3 separate regions of the Mus musculus genome follow, and regions 2 and 3 are each linked to region 1. A link is a contact called in public HiChIP or PLAC-seq data. All regions are on one chromosome and are shown on one strand. The core of a region is the stretch at or near the end of the contact, and the rest is flanking DNA. Distances in the headings are between cores, read along the strand shown. Region 1 holds the start of Eif2ak1 (eukaryotic translation initiation factor 2 alpha kinase 1). Region 2 overlaps Eif2ak1 (eukaryotic translation initiation factor 2 alpha kinase 1). Region 3 holds the start of D130017N08Rik (RIKEN cDNA D130017N08 gene).

Region 1 (4,255 bases), core at 1,247-3,746:
GTTCCAACTTCCCGGCCTCATCTACAAGCAGAAGAGGAAACATAGGTAAAAGGAGAAATGACTCCAAGTTCTCAAAGTACAAAGATGTCAGCTGCAGGTGCGAGCCGAATTGAGTTCTAGCTGCTTGCCAAGCAGGATGTCGGTAAACATACAAGACAGATAATCCGGAAACATGCTCCCAACAGCCAGGCCGTCAGTAAGGGAAAGCCTGGTCAATCAGTCCTCGTGCCCGCTACCTGGGAGGCTAATGCAGATTCCAATCCAGGCTGGGCTTCCGAGTGAATTCAATGGGCAACTTAATGACACCCTGAACAACGTTAACAACGTTAGCGGAGCGGAGCAGAAGCTCAGCTGCGGGGCACTTGACGAGCGTTCACAAGATCCTAGCTCAATCCCCGGCTTAACAAATAAATAAAGTATTGTTACTGTATTATTTTGTTTTTAGACAGGTTGAAGGATTAATCTAAGGTAATACTTTTGAAACACTGGTGACAGCTGGGCGTGGTGGCGCACGCCTTTGATCCCAGCACTTGGGAGGCAGAAGCAGGTGGATTTCTGAGTTCGAGGCCAGCCTGGTCTACAGAGTGAGTTCCCGGACAGCCGGGGCTACACAGAGAAACCCTGTCTCAAAAAAAAAAAAAAAAAAAAAAAAAAAAAAAAAAAAACCAAAACCAACCCTGGTGACTAATGAAAGAAAACGAATGTCTTGGAATACAGACTGGCTTCGAGACTGCGGTCTGCTGCAGCGAGACTGCGGTCTGCTGCAGCGAGACTGCGGTCTGCTGCAGCGAGACTGCGGTCTGCTGCAGAATTCCTACAGCGAACTGCGATTGCTCATTGAGGCTTTGACTTTTCTGACTCCACCGTGAACTGGCAGTATGATCTCTTCAAAGCATTCAGACCACCTGTAAGACATCACCTAACTCTTGGCCTTACACCCATTAAAAGTGATACTGAACGTTCCACAGACCTTTCTATGTTTAAAGGCAAAGAATCAGCTGTGGGTGAATACTCGTCATCTCTTTAGAAGAGGCATCACCACGGAAGCAGAGCCGTATTAACAGGAAGAGGGCAGAAGTTCGAAAGTTTGTCCTCGCTCACTCCCTTCCGGAATAATCTTTGGTGTGCAGACACTCTTATCACGGCGTCACAGAAGAGATGGACCTGCATGTTTACAGCTGGGCCCTCTCCTAGGACACACACTTGCTCGGCTCACGGGCTACAGTAACATGCCACTTGCCGTGTGGGGAAAATCTGCATATTCATTTAAAAGTTATCTTACAACCAGCCTCTATACAGCCTACTGAGTCACCACGATGAACAACTTTTATTTCTCATTGTGGTCAATTATTACAGGCAGGATTTAAAAATGAAAATGGAGAAGAAAAAAAAAAAACCCTGAATTTAGTGTACACTCCTAACTCCACTACAACATACTCATTTCTAGCTTTACTGTAACCTTATAAGCATTCTGTGTATACAGCTAAAACCTCCTTGGATGTATGTTTTGGGGGCTGGAAGATAAACCCAGGATCTCACTCATCCTAAAACATTCTCTGTCACTGCTCCACCGTCATTATCCTTTTTTGTTAGTTCGAGATAGAGTCGTATGTACTTCAAACTGCCCTGGAACTCAACATGAAGCTCAGGCTTGCCCTTCAAGTCCCGATCCTCCTGCCTCCACTTTCCATACGTCTGGGTTACAAGAGTGCACCACGACTCGGTGTATTCACTATCGAGAGCACAATTTCAGTTTTAAAACGGCTCAAGCAACTGGTACCAACCAACTGCACTTTCTGTAAAATACCAGAACGTTAACCTACATAAGAATCGATGTTTTGAAGACGACGCGCCTTACGTTACACAATTTGATTTACATGTATCAAAAGCCTCAAGAAAACTGGAGCGTTCGTGTACTACCTCGCTAAAAGAAATCATTACTTATCTAATCTTTACTTATCTAATCTCATTCTAGCAGTGAACAAAGATTACACTCAGCGAAGAAAAACAAGAAGCGAAAAGCGGCCTCGGGGAAGTGGCGCAAAACAGAAGTCAAGAAATACAAATGCCCACAAACGGGTAGAGCGTAGACGCTCTTGTAGTAAATATTTACCTAACCCTTGACAGCCTGCCCGCCACCTCCCGGTGCCCTACAGCTCTGGGCCCGAGTTCGAGCCCCGAGGCGGCCTAGGATCTTAGGTGACCACCGGGGACCACTGGCGCGCAGGAACTCATATGAACAGCGAACCGTGGGACTGCGCGAGCCATCCCTGTCTCACCATCATACTTGGGGTCCGACACCTCTGCGGGGAAGTCGATGGCAGGAGGCGCGGCCACCGCCCCCGCCGCGTCGTCGTCCGTGTCGCGCTCGCCGTCCACGGAGCTGCCCCCCAGCATTGCCGTTCGGAGCGTGGATAGTAACCTCGCTCTGCCGGTCCCCAGACGCTGCCGGCCACTAGAGCCTCCCCCCAAGCCGGAAGTAACACAAGAGCCAACGGAAGTCCCGCCCCAGTGACCAGGAAGTTTCTGTAGGGGGGCGGGCTCTCGCTGTCCCGCCCCTTTTTTCTCTAAAGGAAATGATTGGCTGATCCACTGCGGGTGTGCCCCGAGTGGGCAGGACAAGCAGGGGTGTGCTGGCGCGGCGTGGTGCGGCGCTGCCTGTGTAGGAAGGACCTTTCTCCTTGACCCTGTGGGTTGTGTCTGGTTCTCTGTTCTTCCCATATTATCCCTGTAGGCATCATAAACGCTCAGATCTCACACCTGCAAACTTTTCTCTGGAAAGTATAATAAGCAAGGGGACCCACACTCGGAAAGACAAAGACCGCGTGTTTCTCGCTCAAATGCAGATATCCTAACCTGTAATGGATATACGTGGGAGTAAGTGTGGGTAAAGCCTAACAAACCAGAAAGAAGACCAGAGAGAGTGAAAACTGATGTTGGGGCAAGGGCAAAGTAAATAAACCGAGGGGAAGATACATGGTGCGCGGGGGAGGGAGCGGGGAGACCGGGAAAGTAGAAGCAGTATTTTATGGATGTTGGTATATCAACTCTGCCTTCATATGTGTGTCTGTTGCCTATGGAGGCCAGAAGAGGGCATCAGATCCCCTGGGACTGGAGTTACAGAGGACTGATAACTGATGAGAATTGGACTAGGTCCTCTGCAAGAGCAGCAAATGCTGTTGACTACTGAACCGTCTCTCCAACCTCTTCTTTGTGTTTTAATTTCGAAAATCCAGCCATCTAAGGGACCTAATTTTAGAAGTGATGCATATATATATATATATATATATATATATATATATATATATATATATATGTACATGTATATGTATAAGTGATACGTATATATATAAAATAACTATCTTTTAAAAAAATCACCCATCGTAGTGGTTTATATGCTTCTAATTTTTAAATTTGAGCACTTGAGAGGTAGAAATGAGAGGACCAGGTGTTCAAGTACATAGTGAGTTTGAGGCCAGGCTGACTTAAATGATACCCTGTTTCAGAACAAAAACAAATTTATCTACAAGTCCTGACTCGAGTAGAGCAAACTTGCTTTGATCCATCACAGACCATAGCAAAATGGGAAATGCCAGAGAGAATCTAATCTAAAGGAAATTCTTGGGTTTTGAGACTAACTTTCCAGTTGGTTTCAAACCAAAGGTTTTTTTTTTCCTTGTGACCACCTGGAACCCACCCACCCACCTCCAAAGCTACCCTAGATGATGAAGTTAAGATTCAAAAATCGATGCTGGGACTTGGGAGTAAGTTTACTTGTTGCTCAAGCCTAAGGACCTGAATTCAAATCCCCAGAAACCCACACAAAAGCCATTGGCTACAACTGTGCATGTTATACTAGAACCTGCAAGGGACAGAAACTGGAGAATCCTTGGGGCTTGTTGGCCAGCCAGTCTTACCTAATCAGAGAGCTCCAGGATCGATGAGGAGCCCTGTCTCAAACACACACACACACACACACACACACATACATACATATGCATATATATGGTGGAGAAGGCTCAGTGGTTGAGAGCACTTGTTTTCAGAGGACCTGAGTTTGGTTTTCAGCACCATGTCTAGCAGCTCAAAACTATCTGTAACTCCAGCTCCAGGGGATCCAACACCTTCTGGCCTCTGTGGGCACACACACATACACACATCCTCACACATACACATATACATATACAAATACACACATACCCTCACACAGACACATACACACCCTCACACACACACACCCTCACACATACATACA
Region 2 (4,255 bases), core at 468-2,967, 57 kb before region 1:
AAGTTTCGCATGCAACAAGACCTCCATATGTAATGGGAAGCAAGATGGAGAAAATAGCTTTATCAACCTCTGGCCTCAAAGTGCAGTGGCACACGGGTGCATGCAAACATATTCACTCAAACACAGAGAGAGCCGGGCGGTGGTGGTACACACCTTTAATCCCAGCACTCAGGAGGCAGAGGCAGGCAGATTTCTGAGTTCCGGGCCAGCCTGGCCTACAAAGTGAGTTCCAGGACAGCCAGGGCTACACAGAGAAACTCTGTCTTGAAAAAACAAAAAACAAAACAAAACAAAACAAAAAAACAAAAAACAAAAAACCAACAAACAAATACAGAGAGACGGAGAGGGAGAGCTTTCTTGATGCCAGCACTCAGAAAGTGTGCACATCTACACACTCAAACACACATACAGATAAAGACTTTATGCCTGCCAGGAGGACCAAGAATTTAAGATCAGTCTCAGTATATGGCAAACGTGAAAGCAGCCCCTGCTACATGAGACCCTGCCTCAAATACACAGAGGAGGGAAGGGCAAGCTGAAGAGAAGCCGCATGCAGTGGGGAACATGAGAAGCAAAGGAAACTTTCGAGCAGTGCATGGTGCAGGCCTCAGGCTGTGCGCTTTCCTAGAGCAGACAGACATGGCTGTGGGCAAGGCCTGTAACCCAGCATGCTGGACGGCAGCAGGAGGAGAAGCTAACGTCCAGGCCAGACTGGGCTACACAACAAGACTATGTCTCAAAACACAAAGAATAAAGGAGTAATTTTTATAAACTTGTTGATTTCTTTGACTTATCTGAGTTAGTGAAAAAGCACAGGATACATACCTGATTTTCTGCATGTAAGAATTATCTTGACAAGGATCCTAAAACCAAAATATTGTCTTTAAGAACCACATGAAACATTTGATGAACAAGGAATCAAACTCAACACCCCAGTAACTCATATGCTCAAATCCCCAAGGCAGACCACAGTCCAGGACTTTACTTCTCTACAGGGGATTTTGTGAAACACGTTTCTCTACGTAGCAAAACTTGGCCTTAGACTCATAATCCTGCCTTAACTTGCTGGGTACTTGAATTACAAACCTGAGTCCTCAACATAAGGATAATAGCTTTCGCTTGTTTGTTTTTGATAAAGGGTGTTGATGTAGCCTTGGCTAGCCTTGGTCACCATGCAGACCAAGCTAGTCTCAAACTTACAGCTATCCTCTTTGGCTCTGTCTGAGTGCTGGGATTATAGGACTAAACCACGCGCCCAGCTAAAATAACATTATAATGTTACTTAATAGTTCATGATTTTAAATATTTCCAAGCTGAGAACTGATCTGCAAGGAGCTCCATGAGAGTAAACTGACTTCACTTCAAAAATGTCTGTAGAAACCGACTCCTCCCACCTCCACTGTGACCACCCGCTTTGGAGCCCTCCTCCTGCCCATGCCCTGCCCTTGACTCTCTCCACCATGGAGACTTGCAGCATGGGCTCAGATGTGAGCCTGTTAAAATGTTCTTATGCTCCGAATCCTGCAATGTTCCTGTGCCCACTCTGTGTAAAACCAAGTTCCTTAAAATGCTCTCAAGATCATGTCTGTCATCCCAGCACTCAGGCAGCTTAGATTGGAGATAGAGAGAGCTGAGGCCAACATGGACTGCAGAGTTCAAGAAATGCCTGGGCTATAGTGCTGCTGTGACTGCCCAGCCCCGACTCATTGAGGAAGGCGGGAGGAGGGAACAATCCCACATTCTCATGGCCCCTCCCACCCTGTTACTCCTCCCCTTTACCCACTCTGTCTAAAAGCAAGGCAGCCTTGCAAAAATGAGCAGCACACCACCACCAGCACACACTTAGCTACCGCTCCATCGAAGTCCTTGGCTCTGCCTGGAACACTTCACCCCAGGCCCCTGCAGTTAACTCCCTCTCAGCCATGGACATGACCACTCTTTCTCAGTGAGGCCCGGGTGTCCACAAGCCCCTCCCAATGTTCCCTAAGCCCTCCACTACCTGCCTGTGTGCCCCCCCCCCCCCACATCTGTTCTAACTTTCCCTACTGTTTCCTGCCCCCTGCATCAGAACATAAGCTTCATGGAGGGTTAGACTATTTTCTTTCCTTCCCCCCTCCCATAAAATGGTATAGCATAGTAAATATTAGTAACAACAATTAATATTGTCAATTTGACCAAGTTTGTATTTAAGAACAATTCCTATAACTAAAATTAAGTAATGCTTTAAAAATTATCATTCTTTTTCTATTTCTTTTGTGTGTGTGTGTGTGTGTGTGTGTGTGTGTGTGTGCGCTGGGGATAGAGCCCACACTAGGCACACCAGGCAAATGCCTTGCCACTGAACTACACAAAACACAGGAAAACAACAGTGTTCCGTTTCCTTCCTTTCTTTCTTACTGCATTTCATGTGTATGAGTGTTTTTGCCTACAAGTACTGACTTCATTCAGTGCCCGATGTTTGTGGCGATCACCACACAGTGAGTTACCAATGGCTGTGATCCACCCTGTAGGTGCTAGGAACCAAACGTGGGCCCTGTGCAAATGCTCGTAATGGCTGAGCTATGTCTTCAGCTCACACATATGGTTGCTCTAAGACTCAAATGTATTTGTCATACAAAGTACACCCGGTAGGGCTTACCTGACGGACTCTCTCTTTGGCAGACCTCATTAAATGAGTGATGGCTCTGTTGTGGTGGAGTCTCAGAGAGCTAAACTCATCACTGCAGGTAAAGGAAGAGAGCAGCCCCATCTTGATAAAAGTCTGGCACAGTACTATAAGAAAAAAGCCATGATAAGCTATTATTAGAAAACTGACAACAGGCAGGACAAGGTAAGCGAACCTGTAACCCCAGCATGCAGGACACTACAAAGGATCCTGAGTCCAAAGTCACCTATCAGCTGCCCGGCAAGTTTAAGGCTATCCTGGGCTAAATGAGACCTTGTCTCAAAAAGGGAGGGGGACACAATAGATAGACATATAGGTTGTGTACCAGATGCCGCAATAAAAGGTGTTTCTGTAGAGATATCCTTAATTTATGCATAAAGAAATACAGACAGGGTGAAGTGTAGTGGTTCACACTACACCAGAAATGGAAGAGGAAGAGAAAAACCAAGATGGAGAGAGAGAACAGGGGAAGAGGGAGAACACAGGAAAAACAAGGAAAAGACAGGAAAGTACAAGAGAGAAAGAATAGGGAGGGTGTGGTGGTGCACGCCACTGACCTCATCCATCAAGAGGCCTCAGAGGCAGGTGGATCTCTGTATGAAGCCAGCCTGGTCTACAGAGTGAGTTCCAGGTCAGGCAGGGCTTCACAGAGAAACCCTGTGTCGCAGCAGGGGCAGGGATTTGGGGAAGGGGAAGAAGGAGGAGAAAGTGTTAGAGGTGGAGGAAGAAGAAGAGGAAGAGGAAGGCAAAGAAGATGAAGAAAAAAGAGAAAAGAAAGCAGACTACAGAGCTGGCTCAGTGGTTAAGAGTGCTGGTTGCTCTTCTTTCTAGGTCTTAGGCTCAATTCCCAGCACCTACAGGAGGCTCAGAAATCATCTGTAATTCCAGGAGTTCCAACGTATTGCACAGATATACATGCAGGCAAAAGCCTAGACACATAAAATAATTTATCTTTACAGGGAAGAAAGAAGGGAGAGCAAAGGACAAGGAGAAGGGAGAGAAACGAGAAGAGAAGAGAAGAGAAGAGAAGAGAAGAGAAGAGAAGAGAAGAGAAGAGGGGAAAAAGAGCAGAGGAAGGAAGGAGAGGGGAAAAGAGAGGCAGGAGACAGAAAAGAGAGAGAGAGGAGGGGCGGGGAGGGGGAAGGGTAAGAAAGAGGATGGGAGATAAAAAGGAACACCAATAGGGCTGAGGCTGTCCCTCCCTCTGCAGTAAAGCCTGGCAAGTATGAAGCCCTGGGTTGATGCCCAGCACCACCAGAAGAAAACAAACCAAGAAGGAATGCACAGAAAATCTACAGAGGACTGGCTAGAGTGTCTGCCTTAATACATGAAGCCCTGGGTTAGATCACTATACAAACCGGGTGTGGCAGCACATCAGCTGCACCCCAATACTTGGGAGGTAGAGGCAGGAGGGGTTCAAGGTCAGCCTCTGATACATAGTCTGAGGCTAGCCTGGGCTTCCGAAAACAAAAACCTAGGTGAGGTCTAGAGACGCGTCTCAATGCTTCCTTAGAGAGGTGAGGCCCTGAGTCTAACCTGCAATACTTTCAAGACAGAGAAAGCAGAACGAGACTTAGCTGCCCACCAACC
Region 3 (4,255 bases), core at 1,143-3,642, 59 kb after region 1:
AGTGCTGGGTCATACTGATTACAGCAGTGTACCACCACATCCAGCTTGCCTTCTTCACTTCCCCAAAAGGATCCTCACTGAAACCAACTCCTCCCATCCCTTGGTTCAACTAAGACATCTTGCGTGATGATTTCCACAGTTAACTGCCAATCCTTTCAGTCTTGAGGTCTCAATGTCAAGAGGCAAACACATTGTTATAAAGACTTATTTTTTTTGTTTGTTTGTTTTAATATAGGATCACAAAACTGTCAGGTGCCAGACTTTGGGCAAAGCCTGGCTAAAAAGTAGCTAGCCATGCAGAGTGGCTCATCTCCGTAATACATATATACCTGGGAGGTAAGGTAGGGGAACTACCTCAAGTTTGAGGTTACCAAGGACTGCATAGCCAACAGTGAGGCCCGCTGGGCTGCATGACAGCCGGCCTCCCAAAATTACGAGGATCAGGGATGGTGGGCATCTTGGGACATACCTATAATCCCAGCACTAGATAGGCAGACTTGGGAGCCCTGCCTGGTCTGAGGGAGAGGGGGATGAGTGTGCTTTAAATTAGACTTTGAAAAATGGCAGTTGCTAGCCTTCACAATGGTGCCTACCAAGAGTTACTTCTGGCTGCCACACCCTCGCCAACTTTCCTTGTGCTCTGTTGAGATTGGTCTGTGTGTTCAAGACCACAGAATGAACATTACATGCCTGTAAGATACGTTCGAGACACCAGAGTAGATATCTTGACCCTCTCATCTGTTTTTAAGGGAAGAAAAATAAAATCACACTGATATTTGGACTGTCAGAGACTCTAAAGTATTTGTTAAGGGGTAATTTGTGACACAGGAGGAATTAATAAACAAGTTCAACTATGTCTCAGGCATCAGGCTGGGGTGAGAACTGGCCAGGAAAACTTTTGTTTACTTGGTGCCAGGCAACACTTGTGATGTCATCGAGATTAGAACCCTCACTTGGTAGGTCCTCACCTACACAGTGACAGTTAGCGTGCAGACTCGGCTGACTCAGCAGGTGAGCACACCTACTTTTGCTCTCTCTCTCCTCCTCCTCTCGACTTGGTGTGATGCTGGGGGTCCGACCCAGGGCCTTGCCTGACCTAGACAAGCAAAGCACGACTGAGCGACACCCCAGCCACTTCTGCTGTGGTTCTTTTTAAAATATTTTTCCGCTTTTCAGTTTTCTGGCACAAGGTATCACTCTCTTGCCCAGGCTGGTCTAGAACACACAGTGTCATCTAGGCTAGCCTCTCAGTCAGCGATCCTTCTGCCTCAGTCTCCCAGGTGCTGGGATTACAGGAGCGTACCACATCTGGCTTGCCTTCTTCACTTCCTCCAAGGCGAATGGCTAAGGAATCCTCACTGAATTCCTTGGGTCAACTAAGACATCTTACATGGCGATTTCCACAATTAACCGCCAACATGAGAGGGTTGCTCCAATTTCAATCCTTTTGGCTTTGAGGCCTCAATGTCAGTACAAGAGGCAAAGGATATATTATTACATTGCTTTAAAAAACAAAAAACCTTTTCAAGAAAGTACACAAAGCTTCTGACAAAGCTTTAACAAACGCCTAGCCAGTAGCACAGTGCTGTAATTCCCAGCACTTATGCAGGATGAGAGGCAGGTAGGGGGTGCCAAGGCAAACCCCAGCTACAGCCCAAGTTTACAGACAGCTGAGCTAAAGCACACCCAGTCTGAAAAAAAACAAAGGCTGGACATGATGTCAGGCCCTGTAATTGCAGCATTGTAAGGCAGAGACAAGATTAGCACAAGTGTATGGGCTGTTCACAGCAAGACCTCATCTCAAAAATAAATGAGAAAAAAAGTTACCCTAATATTTTTAGTACCATTATAACAGTGGGTCCTAAAATAATGTCATTTTTGGCAGGGGTTGAGAAAACTATCTCCACGCACACGCACATGCACACACTGGTGAATAAGGATGAAGTTTTACTTAACCTGTGCCACGGCCCTTCATTTGGGAAGGAGATCTGGATGTTACCTAACTTGCAGGTTCCAAGTGAGATTAAATAGCTGGCGTATTTACAGCAGGCTCTCGGGAACTCATACCCCGTGTTGTGATCTTTGGTGAGCTCGGATCCTGTAGCCTTGGATCTTAGGAGATTTGTTTAAATTAACGCGCACCAATTCTTTTTTTCAGATCGATTTCAACTCGACTGCGAATCTGTGCGGTCGGGTCGGGTAGTCTTTTTTTTTTTACTTAGGTGAGCTGGAAACACATTCTCCAACACGCTTTGCATGGTCCTTAGCTAGAGCCTCAGCTGCTACCTAGATTCATATTTCCTGGTCCTTCAACATTAACAGGGGCTGGGTCCGAGGGTCCACAGTTTCTGAAGCATCACTGTATCTGAACTCCCAGAGGCCGGTGCTGTCCGTTAGTAACGCCCACTGCGCGCGGGATGCAGGGACAGCTCGCAGGCGCACTGCGCTGGCCGCGCTCGGCACCCGTAGGGTTAGGTTGGGGCGCAGTAACTGGAAGTGTCCCCTCCCCGGGAGGAAGTTACACATTGGCCTCTTGCGCCTGGTGGAGATAGAACTTCCGCCGGCTCCGCCCCCTTCCACTTCCGGTAGGGAAGAATGGGTTGGTCCCACATGGGCAAAAACTGGCTGGAAGACTTTAGTGGTGGCGTTTTGGGAGCGGCAGCCAAGGGTCGCATTCGACTGTGTGGCCCTCCTGCCGCCTTTACAAACTGTCTTTCAGAGAACCTAATCCCCTTTGACCATGACACCTAATTTCAGTCATTCTGCTGTGACCAAAAGTAAGCTCCGTGTCCACAATGGCCTCCTACCTTATACTCCCAAACACTATACATCCATGTAATATATATTTAAGAGCCACCCGGGTTTGGTTCTTTTGTCTTACTCAGACATCATGAGTAAGGAGTCTGGTGTGGTGGCCCATGTCATTAATCCCAGCACTTAGGAGTAGAAGCAAGTGTGTTAGGAGTTATATATCATCCTGAGGTGTATAGACCATTTGGTGAGAGCCTGGGCTACATTCAATGTATGTATAGAAAGAGGGAGGGAGGAAAGGAGAAGAGAGACCAAGGAGAGGGGAAATGCTGAGCAGTGAGGAGGCGCTGGTAGGCTATTGACTAGTTGACCTGGGCCTCCAAGTTCAAAACAGGAGCTAGGCTGGACTATTTAAGTCCTGAGAGTCACAGGCTTATGGTTTCAGGCCCTGACCCTAACCTGGAGTCTACTCTTCATATCACCACCTCAGGCCTGCCATACTTATTTCAAAAACCTAAATATAGCAAAAGATTTATGGGCCTAATGTAAAAAGATGGCAATGGCTTACTGCTTCTAAATTGTAGTCAAACCTAGTGAGGTATCAATATTTGTAATCTGGACATATGGGAAATAAAGACAGGGTGAGGAGGAGGTAATTACACAATTAGGTAAGGGCTACGTGAAGCCCTGTCTGAGAAAGCTGAGACAAACGGCTTTGGGTCGAAAAGGGTATGTGTAGCGAGAGTATTACAGCCATCATGACATTGTCCATAATGCAAATGAAGGATCGAGTTTGTACCAAAGGCCTTCAGGGAGAGTTGGGCAGGGGTAGCATCCTCCCCTGGCCCCTGTGAAATGGCTTCAGGGGCCTGTAGAGTTTCCTTTATTCTGTCTTGTTTAGGAATGCTGCTTTCTAAGGCCGGTGGTCTAGACCGGCTGTAACCATGGCAGGTCTTCAGCCATGCTTGCAGTGCAGCTGCTGTGGGGTCCTCACCATGACTGCAGTGTGGACGGCATGCGAGCTGCCCTGAGAGATGCACCACCTCAGCAATGAGGGTGCGCTTGACTGGCAGCTCCCACTCAACAGAAATGCCTTCCTCTGTTGGCGCTTTTGAAAAGGGTGTCATGCATCCTAGGCTGGCCTGTAGCGGACAGAAACTTGAACTCTTCATCCTCTGGTGTGCATCTCCCAAGGACTGGATGTACACACTTGCAAAACTATGAGAGATTATAAATATATTTTTCATAGATATATAATTTTTGTCCAATGACACCCAACAGAAGATACCAACAGAGGCCTCCTACTTTTACATCTACTTTTACACAAGCAATCCCATCAACCGAGAAAAGCCTTTCATCCCCAGGCACACGGACTGACACTCATTATTTGATTGTGATCAACTAAACCTAGAAGCTACAACATGAAAAGTAAAAGGACAACTACAATAGTCTCGTTAGGACCGTATGGCTTGATAATTACATAAACCAAGGGAGGGTGAGACCA

The links. HiChIP or PLAC-seq counts read pairs in DNA pulled down with a chosen protein or histone mark.
Region 2: a contact with region 1 is called in an H3K4me3 HiChIP or PLAC-seq map of fetal liver, with 3 times the contacts expected there. The contact joins the enhancer-like site here to the promoter of Eif2ak1 in region 1. A contact is called at or near these places in 5 of 39 promoter capture datasets (Sertoli cells, cancer-associated fibroblasts, embryonic stem cells and 1 more), 1 of 15 datasets of contacts at CTCF or cohesin (large pre-B cells), 7 of 484 Hi-C or Micro-C datasets (CD8 T cells, the G1E-ER4 cell line, bone marrow-derived macrophages and 3 more), 56 of 115 datasets of contacts at active chromatin or transcription factors (the 230-238 cell line, CD8 T cells, DN3 thymocytes and 36 more) and 5 of 9 other capture datasets (adipose tissue, embryonic stem cells, liver and 2 more).
Region 3: an H3K4me3 HiChIP or PLAC-seq map of embryonic stem cells shows a contact between it and region 1, with 50 read pairs. The contact joins the promoter of D130017N08Rik here to the promoter of Eif2ak1 in region 1. A contact is called at or near these places in 2 of 15 datasets of contacts at CTCF or cohesin (CD8 T cells and pro-B cells), 2 of 484 Hi-C or Micro-C datasets (bone marrow-derived macrophages and nephron progenitors), 15 of 115 datasets of contacts at active chromatin or transcription factors (the 230-238 cell line, the SCID.adh cell line, bone marrow-derived macrophages and 8 more) and 3 of 9 other capture datasets (adipose tissue, liver and pancreatic islet).

The regions. Positions count from the first base shown.
Region 1 is chr5:143,816,033-143,820,287 of GRCm38.p6, reverse strand. Eif2ak1 (eukaryotic translation initiation factor 2 alpha kinase 1) reads right to left here and starts at 2,496. Exons shown (of 15, transcript NM_013557.2): 1 at 2,280-2,496. The coding sequence starts at 2,397.
Region 2 is chr5:143,872,268-143,876,522 of GRCm38.p6, reverse strand. Eif2ak1 (eukaryotic translation initiation factor 2 alpha kinase 1) reads right to left here. Exons shown (of 15, transcript NM_013557.2): 3 at 2,639-2,772; 4 at 826-863. Among named protein-coding and RNA genes, the nearest start is that of Ankrd61, 21 kb to the left of the region's middle. Within about 2 kb of position 1,717, at least 9 of the 459 cell types and tissues checked have an H3K27ac peak or open chromatin away from gene starts, as enhancers often do. A contact at or near this core is called in epiblast stem cells, fetal liver and trophoblast stem cells, where this site is marked.
Region 3 is chr5:143,756,491-143,760,745 of GRCm38.p6, reverse strand. D130017N08Rik (RIKEN cDNA D130017N08 gene) reads right to left here and starts at 2,392. Exons shown (of 2, transcript NR_015486.2): 1 at 1,957-2,392. It also overlaps a transcript of Usp42 not described here.